3 separate regions of the Ovis aries genome follow, and regions 2 and 3 are each linked to region 1. A link is a contact called in public Hi-C data. All regions are on one chromosome and are shown on one strand. Each heading gives the region's core, a stretch centred on a gene start, on an enhancer-like site or on the middle of the called end of the contact. The rest is flanking DNA. Distances are from core to core; before and after follow the strand shown.

Evidence for each region. Hi-C and Micro-C count contacts between places; a contact is called where the count stands out from the background.
Region 2: a contact with region 1 is called in a Hi-C map of tail adipose tissue, with 3 times the contacts expected there. The contact joins two enhancer-like sites. A contact is called at or near these places in 3 of 16 Hi-C or Micro-C datasets (omental adipose tissue, skin fibroblasts and tail adipose tissue).
Region 3: a Hi-C map of tail adipose tissue shows a contact between it and region 1, with 3 times the contacts expected there. The contact joins two enhancer-like sites. A contact is called at or near these places in 2 of 16 Hi-C or Micro-C datasets (skin fibroblasts and tail adipose tissue).

The regions. Positions count from the first base shown.
Region 1 is chr3:128,685,182-128,689,164 of ARS-UI_Ramb_v3.0, reverse strand. No RefSeq gene overlaps it. Among named protein-coding and RNA genes, the nearest start is that of BTG1, 150 kb to the right of the region's middle. Within about 2 kb of position 2,299, at least 6 of the 54 cell types and tissues checked have an H3K27ac peak or open chromatin away from gene starts, as enhancers often do. A contact at or near this core is called in tail adipose tissue, where this site is marked.
Region 2 is chr3:128,930,962-128,934,944 of ARS-UI_Ramb_v3.0, reverse strand. No RefSeq gene overlaps it. Among named protein-coding and RNA genes, the nearest start is that of PLEKHG7, 150 kb to the left of the region's middle. Within about 2 kb of position 2,319, at least 11 of the 54 cell types and tissues checked have an H3K27ac peak or open chromatin away from gene starts, as enhancers often do. A contact at or near this core is called in tail adipose tissue, where this site is marked.
Region 3 is chr3:128,475,566-128,479,548 of ARS-UI_Ramb_v3.0, reverse strand. LOC121819090 (a long non-coding RNA gene) reads left to right here. Exons shown (of 5, transcript XR_009600206.1): 4 at 1-3,983. Among named protein-coding and RNA genes, the nearest start is that of BTG1, 61 kb to the left of the region's middle. Within about 2 kb of position 1,773, at least 13 of the 54 cell types and tissues checked have an H3K27ac peak or open chromatin away from gene starts, as enhancers often do. A contact at or near this core is called in tail adipose tissue, where this site is marked.

The DNA.
Region 1 (3,983 bases), core at 1,050-3,549:
CTCTGGTGATTTGTATTAGTTTATCTAAATTGATGATGACGATAATGGGCACTGGCTATTATTGCATTATTGACAGGTACTCTCTTTAGTCAGACATGACTGAAGCGACTTAGCACATGACTCTCTTTAGATCAAGGACTCCTGGTTGAACAGCCCGTTACACTGGCACCAAGAGTACCAGGAACTTGCTCCCTGAAGTGCATACGGTAATTATTTTGAGTGTTCAAAAGACATTTATGGTTGCAACCTCCTGGCTTTATCATTGATTTAGCTCCTGCTATTTTCCAGAGCTGAGTTTCCAGAGCACCTAGAGCTGAGAGTTAGCTAGCTGGCTGGAACAGAATCCCTAAGAGGTACGTGAATGAAATCACGGGAGACCATGGTTACTGATCAAGGGACACACAGAAACCTAAGGGAAACGTAATTTTGTTTTACTTTTGAGGTTCATGTCAAGAAGATCTTTCACTTTGTGACCAGGGCACTGAGACTTTTTTTTTTTTTTTCAATTACCTGTAGCTTAAGGGGTTTTCATGCTGCATTAAGTATCTGTGGTGTTTAAATAGCATTATAGCCTATTAAATCCACAACCCAGAAAATAAGGAGCTAGATAGACACAAAAGAGTAATTCGTAAGAACAGTTTTTCATAAAGTTATTTCTCTATAAAATAGAAAAAAGAAAGCCTTTATGTAAAGTCGGAATTTGGGTCTTTGAGCCATTGATAAGTGGAATATAAAGGGGAAATTTTTTCAACTGTTTCTACCTAATTTCCTCTGTCACATGTTTTTGGCTTCTTATAGCAAATGTGTCTGTGGCATTACATATTCAAAGCATTCGTAATCATTGCCTTAGAATTCATGACTTCTTACTTTCCATGCTGAAGTTTGACCACACCTGTGTACCTAGGGTGCAGTGAGAAACCTTCTCATTGTGATAAAAATAGCTTCAACCAGGGGCTGCTCTAATTTTGCTTGGCTTTGGTCTTATGAAATGACTCACTTAACACTTTTTAAAACTTCTCCCCACATATTGAATAAATAAAATGTAACTGAATCACTAATTTGTAGTAACTAACTGTACTAACTAGCTCTCACTTGGAAATATAAAGATTGCAAAATTTTATGCTCTAAAATGAATCTATTTTTTTTTAATGGGCCCTTGGAAAGTCACCATTTGACTTCTGGACACAGTGTTTCAGATTCCAGTGTTAATTTTATTAAGCAGTATAATCAGAAAGTCACTTGAATCATCATGTAATAATTTGTGCTTCTGGACCTTAATAGTTGTTATGGCTCTAAGAACTCAATGTTCAGATAATTATTCCAACAAAAAGAGAAATAACAAACTCAGTGTTATTCAGACCCCAAAGTAACTCACTTTAGTGATTCTTATTTTTTTTTAATGTAATCTTAAAGAGAGAAAATAAGGAACTAGGCATTTTTGGAGACTTCCTACAACAATGGTGAGTTGGTAACTTTGAAAATTTGAAAGGAGGTAAGAGACATTTTACTTACTCTTACAAGTACATAAACTTTACAGGAAGAGGATAAAGCTCCTAATTTCTATAGATCTTCACTCTACTCTTTAACAAAATTGAATTAGTTGAGGGATCTCACCATACACTATGGAGAATAATTTATGTATAATGTAAACACAAAAATAGTAAAAAATATTCAGGGAATAAACCCAAATATCTACAGTGTCACAACACCATGTATAATATACAGCATCCATCACCTTTCCTTTTAAAATCCCATTTATTAGTGTTACTTTTTCTGGTCTAAATGGCATGCTTGCATGATCAGTCACTTCAGTCATGTCCAACTCTTTGTGACCCCATGGACTGTAGCCCACTAGGCTCCTCTCCATGGGATTCTCCAGGCAAGAATACTGGAGTGGGTTGCTGTGCCCTCCTATAGGGGATCTTCCCGACCTAGGGATCGAACCCACATCTCCTGAATCTCCTGCATTGCACGTGGATTCTTTACCCACTCAGCAACCAGGAAAGCCCAGTCTAAATGGGTCTCATATTCATCTATATGAAAGCTTTCTTAGATTACAGTTTCACATTCTTTTGACAAATAGTTAATGAGTACCTCTTGCTGGGTTGTGTAGAGGATGATGAACATGGCTCAGCATTCAGATTGCTCACTGAGTAGTTGCAGAGATAGAAATATAAGCTAATAATTGTAACTGTGAAAAAATGTTATGAGAGAATGCAGTGTTATGGGGTCCCAGGATAAGGAAGGTACCATTTGGGCCTCTCCCATTCTCTGTTGACTCGCTCCTCACAAGCTTTCATACTTACCAGGCCTCACACTGTTCTCATCCAGGACAACAGTGACTCCCACATTGCTGAATCTGGGTCGTGTCTTAGTCTTCATCTTGCTCAATATGTCAGTGATATTTCACACAGTTGCTCATTTCCTCCTTATTGGAAGGCTTTCTTCACTTGGCTCCTGGGAGGCCACTCTTGCTTCACTTCCTGTCTCACGGTCACTGCTTTTAAGTCCTCTGTGCTGACTCTTCTTCATCTTCCCAAACTTTGAACATGGTGTACTTCAGAACTCCGTCCTTGAACTGTTCTCTTCTCCCTTTTCTCTAAGCTTTCCTACCTCATTTCAGGGCTTTAAATATCATCTACTTCAGATAACTCCCCAATACCCACCCCTACCATGATGTTCCCATTGAATTCCAAAGCAGTTATGTCCTATAACAGGCTACCTGAAATTTCCACTTACGGGTTTAGCAGGTATCTTGCACATAACATAATTTTTTTAAAATCTTGATTATTCCCACCCAATCTGTTCCTTCTATCGTCTTTGCCATCTCGATAAATGGAAACTTCATCCTTCCAGTTCCTCAGGTCAAAAGTTCTTGGCATCATCCCTGACTATTTCCTTCACATTTTACCTTGCAGCTTAAAATATATGCAAAACCTAAAAACTCTTAACACGTCCCCTCTTGTCACCCTGGGAAACTTATGTCACCTGGATTATTGTAAAATGCTCTTATCAGGTCTTTCTGCTTTTATTCTGGCCTCCCTGTACTCTATCCTACACGTGGCTATGGGAGAGATCTTGTTAAAATACAAGGCAGATTATTGCAGTCTTCCGGTCTCTACCCTTCAGTGGATTCTAGCCTTATTCTAAATGAAAATTATAATCCTTTCCATGGCCCCACGAGGCCCTACAAAATTTTGCCCATCGCCGCCTCTCTGAGCTCATCCCCCCCTCATTCACCTCACTCCAATCACACTGGCCTCCTATCACTTCCTCTAAGACACCAAGAAGGCTCTGCCTTGAGTCCTGTACTTGCTATTCCCTCTGCCTGAAATGCTTTTCCTACCACTACCCCACCCCCCTTCTATATCCACATTAACTGAATTCATGCTTTATTTTCATCTCTGCTCTCATGTTACTTCATCCGAGTGGCCTTCCTCAACCACTATTTAAAATAACATCCTCAGGACTTACCGGGTGGTCCAGTGGCTAAGACTCCACACTCCCAGTGCAGCGGGCCCAGGTTCAATCCGTGGTCAGGGAACTGGATCTCACATGCCACAGCTAAAGATCCCACATACTGCAACTAAGACCCAGCACAGCCAAATAAATAAATATTAAAAAAATAAATTAACGTACTCACTCACCTACCCGCCCTTATTTTTCTTTATCCTGGTTCCACCTGGCGTGAATGCTGTTGTTTGCTACTTGTTCATTGTTCATTTGCTTCCACTAGAATTTAACATCTATCACTGTTGAAAATGTCTGTTTTTTCACGGTTGCATCTCTAGATCTTAGAACAGTCTCTGGCATCTAATAATCTTGCAATAAAGAAGGAATTTTGATGAATTAATATATTGGAGCTGAGATAAAAGGACAAAGGATCCCAGGCAGAAGAACCAGCACCTACAAAGGAATAAGTTGGGTCTATTTAAAACAAAAGTGAGCAAACTGACAGCTTGGGGACCAAATCGAGCCTGCCA
Region 2 (3,983 bases), core at 1,070-3,569, 250 kb before region 1:
GCTACTTGTCTTTGGGGTGTAGTATGCTTAGCTAATCCTATCAACTATAATTCTAACTGGGTGGCTCTTGCAAAAGATGTAATCTTTACGTCAAGGATACCTGAAGAAAACACTCCAGCCATTCTTGACACTTCCCAGGTCACGAAACAAGAACATGATTTATTTTTCTAAACAACATTTATAAGGTACCCAGATGGATCTCCACTTAAAGGGTGAGGTTGGAATCTAACCAGGATTGTAGAAACATTGCCTTTATCAAGAAGGGCATTCATTGTTCAGGGTTGTAAGGCAGGATGAAGAAGTAATGAATGTCATGCTTTAAAGACATGTCTAATTGCCAGGAGATCATTCAGGTAGCAACTCAATAGCTCTGCCCCAGTGAAAAACATCTACTTCTGCTTTATTGACTATGATAAAGCCTTTGACTATGTGAATCACAACAAACTGTGGAAAATTCATAAAGAGATGGGAATACCAGACCACCTTACCTGCCTCCTGAGAAACCTGTATGTGGGTCAAGAAGCAACAGTTAGAACTGACATGGAACAACAGACTGGTTCCAAATAGGGAAAGGAGTACATCAAGGCTGTATATTGTCACCCTGCTTATTTAACTTATATGCAAAATGTTTGTGTGTTAGTCGCTCAGTCGTGTTCAACTCTTTGTGACCCCATGTACTGTAGCCCACCAGGCTCCTCTGCCCTTGGGATTTTCCAGGCAAGAATGCTGGAGTGGGTTGCCATTTCCTTCTCCAGGGGATCTTCCCAACCCAGGAGTCAAACCCAGGTCTCCTGCATTGCAGGCAGAGTCTTTACTCTCTGAGCCACCGGGGAAGCCACAGTACATCATGAGAAACTCTGGGCTGGAAGAAGCACAAGCTGGAATCAAGATTGCCGGGAGAAATATCAATAACCTCAGATATGCAGATGATACCACCTTTATGGCAGGCAATGAAGAAGAATTAAAGAGCCTCTTGATGAAAGTGAAAGAGGAGAGTGAAAAGTTGGCTTAAAGCTCAACATTCAGGAAACTAAGGTCATGGCATCCGGTTCCATCACTTCATGGCAAAATGATGGCGAAACAATGGAAACAGTGAGAGACTTTATTTTCTTGGGCTCCAGAATCACTGGAGATGGTAAGTGCAGCCATGAAATTAAAAGATGCTTGCTCCTTGAAAGAAAAGCTATGACCAACCTAGACAGCATATTAACAAGCAGAGACATTACTTTGCCAACAAACTGTCTAGTCAAAGCTATGGTTTTTACAGTAGTCATGTATGGAAGTGAGAGTTGGACTATAAATAAAGCTAAGTGCCAAAGAATTGATGCATTTGAACTATGGTGTTGGAGAAAACTCTTGAGAGTCCCTTGGACTGCAAGGAGAGCCAACCAGTCAATCCTAAAGGAAGTCAACCCTGAATATTCATTGGAAGGACTGATGCTGAAGCTGAAACTCCAATACTTTGGCCACCTGATGAGAAGAGCTGGCTCATTGGAAGAGACCCTGATGTTGGGAAAGATTGAAGGTGAGATGAGAAGGGGACGCGACAGAGGATGAGATGATTGGATGGCATTACTGAATCGATGGACATGAGTTTGAGCAAGCTTTGGGAGTTGGTGATGGACAGGGAAGCCTGGCATGCTGCAGTCTGTGGGGTCTCAAGAGTGGGACATGTTTGAGCAACTGAACTGACCTGAATGATCTCTGGGAAGACATGCTTAAATGCTGGAGAGGAGCAAGATTTATAAAGGGGAAGGACTATGTTTCTCTGTGTTTCTTTAAATTTTTTTAAAGTCTTGGGATGACTTATTAGTGTATGTACATGACAGAATAAATTCAAGTGTTTCTGGGACTCTAAGACTTTGTAAATATGGAAATTTTAGGTAGGTCTAAAGGAATATGAGGAAAGTTGGATAAAGAGTCTCACAGGGTGGAAGTAAGTTAAAGATTCTGCCTTTCCCTGTTTAAATAACATTCACTGGTTTGAAATTAAAATTGTGGGAACTTGGGAGAAAACTTTAAACTCAAGAGCGAGATGTCTGTTTTAATATTCAACACAGCAAGTTGTGTCTATGAGGAGATGAGTAATTTTTGGATGATTTTTGTGTTTTAAAACACTGTATTTGGTAACCCTGTTATAAGCTTTTGGGTATCTGCTGTACTCCATAAAATAGCTAAAACAGTTTGGATTTTTTTTTTTTTAATGGCCAGAGCCATTAGATGCTGTAGCACTTGGATCTGATCCATAATGCTTCATAGTCTAACAGCAATCTCTAGAGCCCAGAGCCCTGGGACTGATTCCAACCAAACAGTAGGTCAGCACTGGAAAAGAAAGAAGCTGTTGCCCAGATTGCCACAAATGGAAATGAGAGAAGAGAAATGCTTATCAGGGTAAATAAACTCAAAGCCTTATTATTAGGAAGGGAGCGGCAAGGGAGCAGGAGAAATAGACACAGGGCTGACATTTACTGAGGACTCACTCCATGTCTCACTTATTGTTAAATGCTTTTATGTCTTATAGTAGTTCACCTGCTGCTGCTGCTGCTAAGTCGCTTCAGTCGTGTCCGACTCTGTGCGACCCCATAGACGGCAGCCCACCAGGCTCCCCATCCCTGGGATTCTCCAGGCAAGAATGCTGGAGTGGGTTGCCATTTTCTTCTCCAATGCATGAAAGTGAAAAGTGAAAGTGAAGTTGCTCAGTCGTATCTGACTCTTAGCGACCCCATGGACTGCAGCCTACCAGGCTCCTCCGTCCATGGGATTTTCCAGGCAAGAGTACTGGAGTGAGGTGCCATTGCCTTCTCCAAGTAGTTCATCTAGTCTTCACTAAATCCTAAAGGTTGTATTATGTTCATTATTACAGATAAAAAAGCTGAAGAGAGAGGTTATGAAACTTGCCCAAGGTCACATAGCAAGCATATGGTGATGTTTGTTAACTCAGGTGACTGACTCTGCCACAGGTAGGTATAATTTAGGCGGGTTGTCATTAGTGTCTGCTGTAGACCTGTAACAGTTTAGATCAATGTACGGTGGCCAAGGGTGATCAAATCATCCTGTTTTCTGAAGCTTCGAAAAGTCAAGGTAGAGAATTCATGGAACCTTGATCATCAGAATTATTGATACACTCTTGGCTTTATTCACTCATTCAACAAGTATTTATTGAGGTCCATCTACATGCCAGGTACTGAGCTGAGTAATGGTCCCACAGCAGGAGATGCAATTCTTGTACTCAGGAAATAGTAGACAAGAGGTGAATACATTCATGTTCACGAAGGGACTAGTTCAGTGAGTGGAAATATCATGTTATCCTGATGTACCAGGTTGCCATGGAATTAGATGCACAAGTGACCTGAATATTCTGGTTACTTACATAGACTTTACAGAAGTGGACCTGGCCTCACTGCATGGCACATCCCCAGATGAACATGCCCTCATCCGTGGGTTGTTTCGTCCATGGATTTGCTGCTGTAAGATTGTCCTCCTCATCCTTCTCTGTATATGCCACTCACCCTGCTGGTCCTTCAATTTTTTTCCTAGTCTTTTCCTCTGGGGGACTTGCTTGATTCCACTGATAATAAAAGGAAAGTAGTAGGGCATTTCCGTAGGGCTGTACCATCTCCATTTGGGATGGGAGTAGTTTTCAAGAAAGGGATTTTTCTTCTTTTAAAGGTCTTTTAAAGGTCACAAGAGATTTAGAATGCCCTTGAAAACATACAGATAAATTATAAGCTTGCAAATTAATGTAATAATATTTATTTAATAATCTATCAAACAATGCTGAATGTTTTTAAAGGTATATACATTATATGCAGAAAAAACTTATAGAAAAAGACCAGACCCTGAGGAGAAGGCTGGGATTGCAGCTGATGGCCAAATGGGATTTTGTCTAATTCATGCTATTATAAAATTTTATCTGGATAATATATTTGCATATTACTTTAATAATAAAAAATAATACTATGAAAAGAGGTAACTTGAATGGA
Region 3 (3,983 bases), core at 524-3,023, 210 kb after region 1:
TCACCTGAGCACTCTCCTTTCCAGTTTCTTCCTCTGCAGAAACATGTTTCTAGATCTCTGCTTAGTCCCCTGAAGCTCACCCCTGGGAAATATTTCTGTGCCATGATATTTATTATACCAAAATTTAACTTTTCCCTTTCTTATTTTCACTTATCTGGTAAGACCTTTGAGTTTTGGTGACTGAAAATGTTTATATTTAAAAGAGTGTACTATCAACAATATTTGGCATAGCAGAGTTACCAGATAGATCCTGTTTTGTCTAAGTTTACAGCTTCTTTTATTCTCTTAGATAGGCTAGCTTACTTTACAAACATGGGCTGACAGTTTCTTGCTCTTTTCTGTCCAGGTGGAGGAATTCAAGCAGAGAGCCCAAAGCCTGTGTGCAAAGAGCTCATGATTGCAAAGGAATCCAAGGACCTTAGAGATGAGAGTTACTCATTTTATGAGAGAGAAAAACAGAGAGAGAGAGACATAGAAAGTATCCAAATGTAACAAGTACTGTATGGTCGTTGTCTGACCAGGAAACTGCAGAGCAAAGCTATTACTCCTTTACCATTCCTGCATGGAAGTTTCATGGAGGTTTGAAATTCTGTTGCTCTGGTGATGTACTGCTGCTGCTGCTGCTAAATCACATCAGTCGTGTCCGACTCTGTGTGACCCCATAGACGGCAGCCCACCAGGCTCCTGTCCCTGGGATTCTCCAGGCAAGAACACTGGAGTGGGGTGCCATTTCCTTCTCCAATGCATGAAAGGTGATGTACTAACTAATGTGAAAAGATTTTGCTTACAGTTACTGTGTGACCTTTGGGGATAGTTTGTAGAGTCACTGGTTAACTAGGTCAACTCTATCCATATGGTATCATTATGGTCATTATGCCCGGAGGGGAATAGCAAACTAGAAATCAAAGCTAGAAAGAAAAGTATTGAGGTAACATTTAGTCTCTGCCTGCCTGAGGTGACCTGAGCTTCTGCACAGTGGCAGCCATACCTAGAATAGGCAAGGAAGGCCAAGGTCAGAACAGCAAACTGCTCCCTGCTACTACTTCCCTACTAACCTCACTCGAGATCTTAGATATAAAACAAGCTTGGTTTTCAATTTTCCCAGCTGCAGAAGCATCAACTTAAGCCTCCTTTTAGAAGGTCTGCGTCTTGTTTCTCCAATATTACTTCAGAAAAAAAGCAGATCATTTATAAGTCTTTTAATCAACCCATTAGATGTTTTCCTTGGTATCTGAACAGACAATTACCATGAATTCCTGAAGGCCAAATACATAATTGTGAACAAAATATTGAAGACAGTTTCAGGTTTCATAACTTGAATTTGGGGATAATTGTTTCCATGTGTTTCCTGCTGATGAATCAACCTATAGTCTTTTAATAGGTTGATTTAAAACATTTTTTTTTTCTTTTCACAGTTTTGTTTTTCTATTACATACGTGTTTCTCTTTATCCCACATGAAATATTCCGTTCTCCAAGAGAATTCATGAATGGGAAAGAAGAGAGGACAAAGCAATGAAGTGCTGAGCATGGAGTCAGTCGGGGCAAATTCTAAGGCCGTTCACACAGGAAGGAACAACAGGGGTGGAGTGTGGGCCTGGTGCTAGCACATGGTGGCTGAGTCATGTGGGGACTAGGGTTCCACACTGGGATCAGAAGCTCTTGGCAGATTAGCGAGAGTTTATCTGTGTTTTCTGAAGTCATTGGGATGCCTAAACCACGCCCTCTAATCACACAACAATATCACATCCCATGACTCAACTGTTAAGACTCTTTTTGATTCATGATCATTATTGCCCCATAAAGATCATTTCCTGAACTGTTTATAGTTTAGAAAAAGGCTTGCAAGAAGGTTGAATAGTACAAGGTAGCTTCTAGAGTTAGTTACTTCATTCAGCATCCACGTATGGAATACCTGATATGTATTGGCCCTGTTTGGTTTTTTTTCCTAGGAACTAGAGATAGTAATGGGTCCCCTATCCATGAAGCTTACGTCCTAGTGGTGGGTGGGGAGTGGCGCAGATGGACAGGCGGCAGATAAGCCAATAAGCAAATATGGTGATTTCTGATGGTAATGTTTACCGAGGAAATAGACCTTGGAGTTATGATTGCAAGTGATGAGAATGAGGTGGAGGTGGGGGAATTCCAGGCAGAGGGAACCGAATATGCAAAAACCCAACAGCAGACAACAGTGACTTCCATCCTTGATTCATCAGCCTCAAAGGGTTTCTGGGAACAGTGGGAGAAGTTCGGACACCACCAGGGCCCTCCTGTGAGTCGTTTCACATCAAGGGAAGTACAAGTGCCCCAGGCAGCCTGGCCTCAGCTAAGTACAAAGACCATGGAAAGAGGTCAATGGAAATTCACCCATGTCCACTTCTTCATTTTACTAACTTCACCTCTCCTTTTAGCTCTAGCCACTTCAGAAAAAAAAAACAACAAACAAACAAACTCTTCTTTAGGGCAGCTGCATACACAGTCCCCGGGGAAATGCCGAATAAAAGTGTTTGAGGAACTTGTGTAAATAATTGTGTGAAGTGATACCATAATTACACTGGGTTTAGATAAAATGCTTCATTAGGGGATGGTGCAGAGAAGGCAATGGCACCCCAGTCCAGTACTCTTGCCTGGAAAATCCCATGGGCGGAGGAGACTGGTGGGCTGCAGTCCATGGGGTTGTGAAGAGCTGGACATGACTGAGCGACTTCACTTTTCACTTTCGTGCATTGGAGAAGGAAATGGCAACCCATTCCAGTGTTCTTGCCTGGAGAATCCCAGGGACGGGGGAGCCTGGTGGGCTGTTGTCTATGGGGTCGTACAGAGTTGGACACGACTGAAGCGACTTAGCAGCAGCAGCAGCAGCAGGGGATGGTGAGCTAGAGTCCATTAAGCCAATGATCTCAATGGGGGTGATCCTTCCTCACCCACAGGGGACATCTAGCAAAACTGAAGATCATTTTAACTCATAACTTGAGATATCAGGTATCTAGTGAGTAGAGGCCAGAGAGGTTTCTGAACATGCAACAGTGCACTGGACACGCCCCACACGATTACCTGATCCAACACTAAGCGCTGAACTGGGGTTGTTCTAGTTCTTCTTGCTACCGTGAATTTAATCCTCCACACCAGTCTTCCAGGGTTTCAGGGTACAGAGGAGGTTAGGCACTTCTGAAAATTGCTAATCTTCTAGGTCTATCATGTATGCGTGCTTAGTTGCTCCAGTCAAGTCTGCCTCTTTGCGATCTTATGGACCGTAGCCTGCCAGACTTCTCTGTCCATGGGGTTCTCCAGGCAAGAATACTGGAGTGGGTTGCTGTACCCTCCTCCAGGGGATCTTCCTGACCCAGGGACAGAACCCACATCTCTTACGTCTCCTGAATTGGCAGGCGGGTTCTTCACCACTAATGCCACCTAAGAAGCCATCATTGGGGTTCCAGTCCCAGCTCTGCATCTTACTGGATGTGTAACTAAATGCGTACATGAGACCTTGGCAAGTCACTGAATTTCTGCCTTTCCGTTTCTTTTAGTTGTAGGATGGAGATAATGCGAGTCATAAAGTGACTTTGAGGAAAAAGTAAAGTGATGTATTTGATTATTAATGAAGTCTGGCATACAGTGATTGCTCAATACACGTTAAATATTGTGTGTGTGTGTGTGTGTGTGTGTGTGTGTGTGTGTGTGTGTGTGTTGCAGTTGCCTGGTTTCTGGGAATGTGATTGGTAAATATCAGGAGAGTAGTGTGGGGATCATTTACTCAATATGTACCATCCCCCAATTCAAGTCCATCCCTTCATTGATTAGCTGCTTCATGCCAGGCATTCTGCTGGGGATTTAGGGATGGATGACAAATATGAAGTAGATAGACATTGTGAACGTTTTCTCCCTGGGTACAGCTACGTGACGACCCTGGAGAAAATCATTAGACATATTTGTCTTTCCCTTGAAAAGAGAACTGATGTTTTCAAGCCTCGCTAAAACATCTTGT